2 separate regions of the Hordeum vulgare genome follow, and region 2 is linked to region 1. Evidence: chromatin contacts called from public Hi-C data. All regions are on one chromosome and are shown on one strand. Each heading gives the region's core, a stretch centred on a gene start, on an enhancer-like site or on the middle of the called end of the contact. The rest is flanking DNA. Distances are from core to core; before and after follow the strand shown.

What was found. Hi-C and Micro-C count contacts between places; a contact is called where the count stands out from the background.
Region 2: a contact with region 1 is called in a Hi-C map of seedling, with 4 times the contacts expected there. The contact joins the promoter of LOC123427770 here to the promoter of LOC123427769 in region 1. A contact is called at or near these places in 2 of 6 Hi-C or Micro-C datasets (leaf and seedling).

What each region holds. Positions count from the first base shown.
Region 1 is chr2H:609,626,769-609,631,706 of MorexV3_pseudomolecules_assembly, reverse strand. LOC123427769 (probable WRKY transcription factor 35) reads left to right here and starts at 1,958. Exons shown (of 3, transcript XM_045111884.1): 1 at 1,958-3,157; 2 at 3,808-3,948. The coding sequence starts at 2,511.
Region 2 is chr2H:609,856,177-609,861,114 of MorexV3_pseudomolecules_assembly, reverse strand. It overlaps LOC123427770 (secretory carrier-associated membrane protein 6), which reads right to left and starts at 2,606. Exons shown (of 12, transcript XM_045111885.1): 1 at 2,425-2,606; 2 at 2,155-2,283; 3 at 1,998-2,060; 4 at 1,876-1,909; 5 at 1,503-1,625; 6 at 1,053-1,115; 7 at 875-968; 8 at 327-372; 9 at 154-221. The coding sequence starts at 2,484.

The DNA of each region.
Region 1 (4,938 bases), core at 709-3,208:
AGAGGCCCTTGTGGCAAGGCATCGAAAATAGACACCGCGCAGAGGGCACTCTCTCCCGTGAAGCGCCCACCAAAAATGGGTACTTCAATATCTTTTATAGGAGTACGATTTGAGGGTTTTAGTTAGGTTTTTTTTCTTTCTTTCTTCATGTCCAAACAACGACTAACCGGACGAATTGAGGAGTCCGGTTATAGATTTATGTTAGGTTTTTATTTGGGTCGCGCTAACGCCTACACATGTGGGCGTTAAGAGGTCTTGCCATATGTCTCGTGTGGTGTGCAAGAGAAACAACGTGCACGCCTACGTATGGACAAAACAGCTAACGCCCACACGTGTTGTCTCCTGCTCTCACGTCACCGCATGTATGTATGTGGGAATCTTTTTGGATTTCCAATATTTTAAATATTTTATCTTGTAAATGAAAAATCCGATTGAAGATCCGTTTTCACCATTAAACCCACCCCGACGAGATCTTCAAAACTAGATCTCATATCAATATGTTTCGATGACTTTTTTATGGGCTAAAGTTGCCATGTCTATTGCACATGAATTGCCATAATGTTTACACTGAAGTTGCCATGACATGTTTTAACTATTTTTACTTCTACCTTTAACACTAAATTTTGACATATTATAAAACGTGGTATTAAGAAACTAGACTTGCCATGAACCATAAACTAAAATTGTCATGATGAATTACCATGGTGAAAAAATTGACATGGTTAATTAATAAAAATTGGCGTAAAAAAGTAGTTGAAAAATATAGTGGTAGTTTTAAATCTAGAAGAAAAAATAGGTAGAACATGTCATGCCAACTTTAGTGTAAACACTATGGCAACTATAGTGTAAGCATCATGGCAACTTTTGGTCTTTTTTTTTAGGATCATGGTCAAAATTCTAAAAGTGCTATGATCTATAAACTAAATTTATCATGATGGATTACTAAAAATTGTCATGATCCATACATTAAATTTGTTGTAATTAATTACGAAAAATTACCATGGTCAGTTAATAAAAATTATCGTAAAAAGTAGTTAAAAATATAACGATAACTTTAAATCTGGAAGAAAAAATAGATAGAAGATGTCATTGCAAATGCAGTGTAAACACTATGGCAACTACAGTGTAAAATCATGACAACTTTTGTCTAAAAAAAATTCATCGAAACATATCAACATGAAATCTAGTTTTGAAGATCTCATTGTGACAGATTTAATGGTGAAACGGATTTTTAATTAGATTTTTTAATTAAAAGATAAAACATTTTTAAATCAAAAACCAAAAAAGTTTCACGCTGTGAGAGAAATTGTCATGTGAACGAAGTGGTTAAATGTCCACACATAAATCAAATCCTACGTGACATAGAAAATCTGACAAAATTTATTAAGATTGGTGCAACCATAAACTGACACCGATCCATACGTGTGGACGAGATGCAAACTTCCATATGTATGGGGTCATCTTTTCTCTTTTATTTTGAGAATCTGGATTTATGTTAGCTAGGGCCAGCGTTTGATCCTCTTTTTCAGAGGTAAAAAAGAATCCACATGTAGTATATGCTGTCAGGCATCGGTGAGGAGTCGGGTCTCGGTCAGCCAAGACGACAAAGGTACAAGGACGCCGCGCTGGGCATCCGGCGCCCCCAGTCTGAGTTTTCACCATGCATGCATGCATGCAAAAGCAAAAACCCACGTTATTTACCGCGCGCGCGACAAGCACCCGCCGCGGCCATGCCGCCTTGCGTACGGGGCTCGCACACCTCGCTCCCCGCCCCGGAGAAAGTCAGCGTCCATCCATCCATCCATCCATCCACCCGTCCATCGGCTTCCCGTTCCCGTGTGCACACACATCACCTTCTTCCGCCCCGTCCAGAGAAAAATAATCCGGCCGGGAACCCATCGCTCTCGCCCTCCTGTACCCCCTGATCTCGTCTGCCCTCACATACTTCTTTATTGTCCTCTTTGGAAGCCAACTCAAGTTACCCATCCATCCATCTATCCATCTCCATTGCCATCGACCTGCTGCTGCTACCTCGCTTCGCTTGCTTTGTGTTAGGAAAAGATAGTTCCCTTTTTCCGTGGCCGCTACTACTAGCTAGCTAGCTAAGCTAGAAGGGGGAGTAGCCGGCTAGCCATTATCCCTCTCACATCACATCCTGCTTCCCCTCCACCCTACCTCCTTTTCTGCAGCCCCCGCCCGGCACCAAACAACAACAAATAAACTTGTAAGCTTGCTGTTGAATCATTGCTAGCTTCATTCTCCAAGCAGATCGGGCCAACCCGCGTCTCCAACGACACATATTTCATACCTTGCTCGCCCTGTTACGATTCGACCGATCCTTTGCGTGAATCATTCCTGTGGAAGAGCAAGCTAAGGAATTATTGGGCGGTTGCCCGTGAAGCTCTTGCTCTTGCTCTTGCTCTTGCTTGCTTGCGGCGAGCATCCACTATAGAGGAAGAGAGATCGGCGGGCCCAAGGAGTAGACAACCCTAGCTAGCTACTAGCTAGCTATGTGCGACTACTTCCTCCAGAGGATGGAGGGCGACCAGGCCGGCGGCGGGGACCTCACAGACATCGTGCGGGCCGGCGGCGCCATGCCGGGAAACAACGACGGCGACGGCAGCAACATCCCGTCAACGGCCGCCGAGTGGCAGCTGCAGCCGGCCGACCAGCCGATGCTGTTCCCGCCTCCGCCCTCCTCGTCGTCGCCGGGGACCGGCGGCGATGTCTTCGGCGACCCTTTCGCGGGGCTCGGGGACCCGTTCAGCAGCGACTATTCGTCGGGCGCCCCCGAGTTCCTGGAAGGCATGCCTGACGCCATGGCCAAAATCGGCTTCGAAGCGGGCGGCGGCGGCGGCGTCGTCACCGGCTGCGGAGGAGGCGGAGGCGGTGGCCAGATGTTCGACATGGGCAGGAAGCCGCTCCTGCCGAGGGGGATGCAGATGATGCCGGCGGGAATCGGAGGTGGGATGGGGCCGAGGCTGATGCAGTCGTCGCTATCGCCCATAGCGATACGCCCGTACCCGGCGATGACCCCGGGCGACATGGTGAAGCTCGGCATCACGGCCGGGCAGGCGGCCGGGTGCGCCATCGACGCCGCCGTCGCCGGCATGCAGATGTCGTCGCCGCGCAACAACAACGGCGGGATCAAGCGCAGGTTGGAACCCGTCAATACATATCGCCACCGGATAGAGCTAGATCTGGGCCGACCCAAGCTAGAAATCATCGTCGCGTTGCATGCATACCTGCATACAGTAGTTGATTTCGAACGAAGGGAAATTTCTGCGCGCGCTCGCCATTTTTCTTTCTTCTGCTCTTTAATTCGCCCTCTTCTTTCCGTGTTCTTCACTTCACCATGAAGAGATTATTAGAGAGAGGTGAGGAAGTTCCGAGTATTTCTCGGGATGTGACCAGAATTAATCGCCGAGATTGTGAGTAGTGCCTGGAGCTCGAAGTTTTAGGCACAAGAGTCTCCATAGCCACATGGTGATTGTGATCGGCGCGAATATTTCTGAATTGGCAAACAATGTCTCTATGCGATCGAGGACAGGTCATGTCATGTGCATCTAGACCTAGCCGCCACTTTTTTGTACTCACGGCCGAGAAGCTCGGCTTTTCAAACCCTAAGCAATCACAAGTAGTGTGCTTTTTAGTTGGTAACAAAGTTTCCATGAAGTTTACTATTTACTTGTGGTGATGCAACATATCGATCGCGTGTTCTTCACTTCTTATACCTGTGATAGTAGTAGTTGTGGTGTTTGTGGTGATTTTTATCCTCTTACTTATATCCATGTACTATGTGCACAGGAAGAACCAGGCAAGGAAGGTGGTGTGCATTCCGGCACCGACAACGGCGGGTTCAAGACCAACCGGGGAGGTGGTTCCTTCTGATCTCTGGGCATGGAGGAAGTACGGCCAAAAGCCTATCAAGGGCTCTCCTCACCCAAGGTATGTACATTTGCTACATGAATTACTAATTTATTAACACAGGTTTATATATATATGTCCAATCCAAAATAATTTGATTATATTGGATCGATGCATATGTATATGGTGCTTCTATGCATTACCAAGTCGTTGACATCTTTTCGTCTAATTAAAAAAAACATTTCTAGCATTGTATCGAAGTTCGGGTGCTTAAATGAGGATGAAGCTTCTGAACTGATAAGAGTAAATGATCTCGGTTACACGCATGGTCCAACATTATATAATTCCTCAGCTCCATATTGTGTCTGCATGATCGATGCATGAACTCCCGCGCTGAAATTAATTGGAAGATAAACAAATGGGTACCTATCTAGCTAGAAATTCATCTCGGTCATGTATATAGCCCCCCCCCCCCCCCCCCCCTCTTACAAAAAATGCCATTTTGGGGGTGCACACATCACATATTACAGAGAAATAATTTGTGCCAGTGTATCTACCAAGATAGATATAGTTAAATATGAGTAATATTCACTTATTCTTATTCGACACATATAATGTAACCATGTCATGCCACTTTGAAGTGAAACGGAAGAAAAAAAACGCTTCAATTTTCAGTAACAAGTGTCCTACCACTGGCTAGATTGATTTTCAGGCCTTCTTGCAAATTCTCATACATGTGATATACCACTCTTTTGTAAATAATTAATACTAATGTCAAAGAGCTGGCATAAATCAACAGACGGTTTAGTCTCAATCTACAGCGATTTTCTTAAGTATCAATCAATTCAAAAAACTGAAATGTGTGGTTACTCCCGGGTGTACTACAGCCGAGTTTTTTTTGGCAAACTACCGAAAGCACCATTCAAAATGTCTGAAATTTCACGACATAAAAAATGATCAAATGTATGAGGTTCTTCCAAATTTCATCAATAAATCACATTCGAGGAACCCTCAACATAAAAACATGTATGTGGTCCATGAGTTCAGAAAAAAGTGCGCAAAACCTGGAAA
Region 2 (4,938 bases), core at 1,357-3,856, 230 kb before region 1:
GTTTGACTTTTATTAATTGTCAACATCCTGTTGGTTTCAATAAAAATACTCTCAGTGTGGTGGTCGCCAGGTGTTCCAAATGGTAACACTGGTGCAATAGAAATTTACCACAGAAATTGCGATGTTCACTGAATAAAAGTGGTGGTAGCTTACGTTAATGATTTCCCTTGGAATACAATTGGCGGAGCAATGGCAGCAATTATGCAAAAACCAATGTGGATCTGCACCAAAGAACAAGATGAAGAATGTGACCGTGTGATAAGATAATTATTACAACAGTTGAAATGTCAAGAGAAAGTTAAATAAGCTTTGCAGGCAGATCTTACCAGATAACACAGGAAAAACCACCCAAAACTGAATGCACTGTTAGTCCTGTTTAAAGAAGTAAATGAACATATCAGATGTTTCCACACATCATAATGCACAGTTCAGTTTTTCTCTTAAATTGTTAAACAATTGGACTGAACATGCAGTCACTTCTAAAATGTGTCAAACTATCATCTCAGGACGACTATACCCAGCAATTGGTCACTGATACATGAAATGGAAACAATTATGTGTAGCTGGTGTAGGTCCACCAAAATATTTTTGTAACTGTTGTAGCTATCGCTTGCATCATGAATTGTGTGGATAAGTAATTTTTCAAGGAAATCAGGCAGAAGTTCTAAACTCGCATAAACTGACCTTTAATATTTTCGGTGGATGGAAACGATGCTAGTAAATATTGCAGGTCGGCACAGAACATTTAGGGAAAATAAATACGGTCACTGTGATGTGCATAGGTGGAAAGCCCTAAAATAAATAATAAATTCACTCATGATGTCCTTTTTCCATTGATAGGTGAAAGTGCTAAAACAGTACCATGATAGCATACCTCATTGCACGGTAGAGGGGTCGATACCACATCAAGTAAGAAAGGGGAATTCCAAGCAAAGCATAGATTGTAGCAAGGAAGAACAGCTTTGAATCTGCAAACATAAGCAATCCAAGCATTCAGCATCCACCAATGTACAAGAAAACCCAGGCATTCATAGGCGGTGATGAAAACCCACCTCCCTCCTTGATCCAGCAGACTATGACAGCAATAAAGTTCCAGGAGAGGCAGAGCACAATTCCTGTAAGTCAAAATAACACAAAACGGAAACTATCATGACCATGTGACTCTGAAATGAACCATATCTACAGCCTATAATAACACAATTGCATAATTGTTTTTTTTTTTTAATAGAAAGGGGTTTCCCCCCTGCCCCACTTTTATTAGAAATGAGGCAAAACAGCCCAGGCCAGAAGTGTATCCAAGACAACTTAAAAGTTTATCCTAGGCAACTAGGGAAATAACCAACAGCAAAAGAAAAAACTCAGCTCCAACATACTTTGCTAGTTATTACAGAGAACCAAACTGTTGCAGGACAGACTACTATTAGAACCAAATTGCATAATTGTACTGACGAACTAGAATGATTACAAAAAAAATACGCTACCAGCAGCCAACAAGTACGTACCAAGCCAGCTTGCGAACGCCAGATACTGTAGCTTCTGCACGTTGGCCGGTATCTCATTGGCGATGTCATGGTGGATAATCGGGAAAAATGGCGGCCAATTCTTCTCCTCCATGGGCACTCCAGCTGCATCAAAGAAAGAAAAGGAAAGCACAAATAAAATAAGGTTGCGTTTGGATCAGCGTTTAAATTCGTTTGTGGTTCTCCCGTCGTTTTTATTTTACGTAGGAAACAATAGGCGGTCGGTAAGTTACACGTGTATAATAAATACGGGCGTAAAAACTTACACCCATTCCAAGCAGGACCTAAGCACACTGCTGCTAACACAACTCATAACTGAAACACAATTGACACCAGAAACGAAACAGTGGCTCACCATTCTTGAGCGATTCCTCCCTCCTTTTGATATCCTGAAGTAACAGAACAAACACCGTGAGACAAAACACAACCTAACCAACCACAGTGAAGTTTAAGGGCAAAGAGGAGAGCAAACCCCACCGCCTCACGCCGCCTCAGATCTGATTCCCACGACGAGAGCTCCCTCGCGTTGCCATTCGAGTCCTGCGCGGCGCACCAGAAGCATCAGATTCGTGCAAGCCGAACGACGCGCGAACGAAAAAAACAAAAAGGATGACCAGCGCGTGAGGCGCCTTACGCCCATGTTGTCGAGGGGCACATCGACGGTGGCGTCGCCCCTGCTGCCGCCGCCGCCGCCGCCGCCGAAGCCGACGGGCTCGGTGGGCCTGAAGCCGTACTGCTGCTTCCCGCCCCGGCCTCCTCCATTCTGCAAAGCCACAGAAACATCACGCGGGAGTTCAGATCTGCCGAGCCACTACCCCCGTCGCAGGCGGCGAGGGTTTTTCCGCGGAACGAAGGGGCGATAGGTGAGCGGATAGAGGGAAGGGGGAGGGGGAGGTTGGCTCACGGAGAAGGGGTTTTCGTCGCCGGCGGTGCCCTCGTCGAAGGGGTTGGGGTCGTGATGCATGCCGGGCTCGCCGCTGGGTGGGTCGCTCGGCCTCGCCGCGCGGTGAGGGTGAGGGTGAGGGGAGGAGACGGGGAAAGCGGCGGTGGTGGACGCGGGTCGCTTCCAGTCCAAGCCGTTCCCTTCTTTTCACGTGACCTCCTCTCTCGGGGGTGGAATGCGACGCGACTGGAGTGGGTTGGGTCGGCTTCGCACGGGTCGTCGTCGTCGTCGCACGTGCGCACCACCCGCATGCAAGTAAGCCCACGGCCCGTCCTGCTGCGAGAGCCCATATTTGTGCTCCTTCGTTTCCTCAAAAAAAAAAATGTGCTTCTTCGAAAAGGAAAATAAATCGCGCCCCGTTTTGCATGTTTTCTGTGTGCTTCCACCACAAGCACATATTTTGCATCTCCTGAAGGCGCATATCCTTGTCTCTCGAAAAGGAAAATAAAGCAGAAAAGAAACGTGCTCCCGGCTAGGGGATTTTTCTTCTGTGTTTCTTTAAACCTTTTAGCATGAGATTTGGTTTTAATGATCAAGTGAGAAATACAAGATGAAAATGGTTCGGAATTTGAACACATGGTTCAAGAGATAAAATGTTTTGAACAAACGAATTTAGACGAAAGAAAAACTTCCATGTTGCGGCAAGTGACACACTGCATGTGGTATCCATTAACCAGTGAGTTCGTCGATAATTTGGGTTTTCCCCCATGTCTTGCTTATAGCGAGATGTAGAGAGGCCTCGCGTCAAGGGGAGCGCAAGATGGGCAAGTCCAGGTGCGTGGGAGGCCAGAACCTCATTATTTTTATTTTATCTTTATGTTATTTGTTTCTGCTTTATGCTTCTTTTTTAAATTTGTTTATACATCAAATATTCAAAATAAATATATTACAAAAAAACTTTACATAACGAGTTGAAAAATGTTAACTGCGTATAGAAAAATATACAATGTGTGTGAAAAACTTGATAATGTATTATAAAAATATTAATAAAATCATTTGGAATTTTTTAAATAAGTATTTAAAAATATGTAAATCAAGCATTTAAAAATGTTAAAAAATTATATATTTTTTACCAAGTATTAAAAATGTTGATCTTATAATATAAAAAATGTAACCTTGTATTTGGAAATTGTGAATCTAGAATTTGCAAAATGTTAAATATTTATAAAAATAATGTTGACCACCTAATAAAATTCCTAAATTTATTTGAAAATGGTAACAAAAATGTGCAAAAAAATATGTACAAAAATAATTTGTTGACCATGTATTAATTTTTTTAAACATGTATTTTATAAATATATAATTTGTATTATAAAATACTATTAGATATATAAAAAATATTATAATATGTGAAATAATATAAGTAAAAAGTATATTTTTCAAACATGGATAATCATGTATTAAAAACATGTTAAACGTGTACATAAAAATGTTTCTGATATATACGAAAAAAAGTTGAATGTCTATTAAAACACATTTTAAATGTGTTGAACAAAAGAGGATGTGAATTGAAAAAAACGAAACCTGATAAAAAATAGAAAAAACAAAACAAAACAATAAAATGAAAAAGTGAAGAAACCAATGTAAAAGAATGAAAACAGTGGAAAATCTAGAAAGAAACAAATAAAAATTCCAAAAAAACAAAAGTGAAGAAAAAGAAAGAAAATAGAAAACAAATAATAAAGACCGAGAAAAAACAAAGGAAAAGGAAAGAAAAGAAAAAACAATGAAAACATAGAAAGTAATGAAGAAAACCAGTGAAAACAAGAGGACAGTTAGAACCAAGAAAAAAAACAAAAAATGTGGTTAAAAAAAATAAAAGCAGGAAAACCAAAGAAACTCCTGTGGAAACAAAGCAAAAAAAAAAGGAAAGACCTAGCAAAACCAGTGGACGAAGTGAAGTGAACGAACTATTTTTTTGAACTCGATGAAAAACCTAGTGAACCGAAAGAGAAATAGACGAAATTGGCTGGCCAATGGTTACATCGCATGAGGGAAAGCTTCAGCGAGACAGAAAGTAAACTCGCCAAAACGCGAGATATAGGGTAGGACTGGTTTGATACCAAAAATTGACACGCCAAAATTTGACAAATATCAAATATTGAGTACTGCTTGCTTGGTTATCATGTTAATTTGCTAACCTCATAAGAAGTTGTCAAATTTTCGACACTTTTAATATTGCCAATTATTGGCTTGCCAAATGGTGACATCAAATAAATTATTTCAAAATCACTAATTGAGGTGTACATCTTGGAAAGGTCAGTACCATTTCCACATGTTACGACAAATGACGCACTGCATGTGTGCTACCTGTCCTAACCTGGAGTTCTTTTTGTAGACCCATTTATTGAAAATGTTTTATCTTTTAAATCATGCGTCTAAATCTTGAGCCATGTTATCCGTTGAAATCCTTGCACCGAGATATTCAAAATTAGATCCCATGTTGATAGGTTTTGACGAAAAAAAATTCATGAA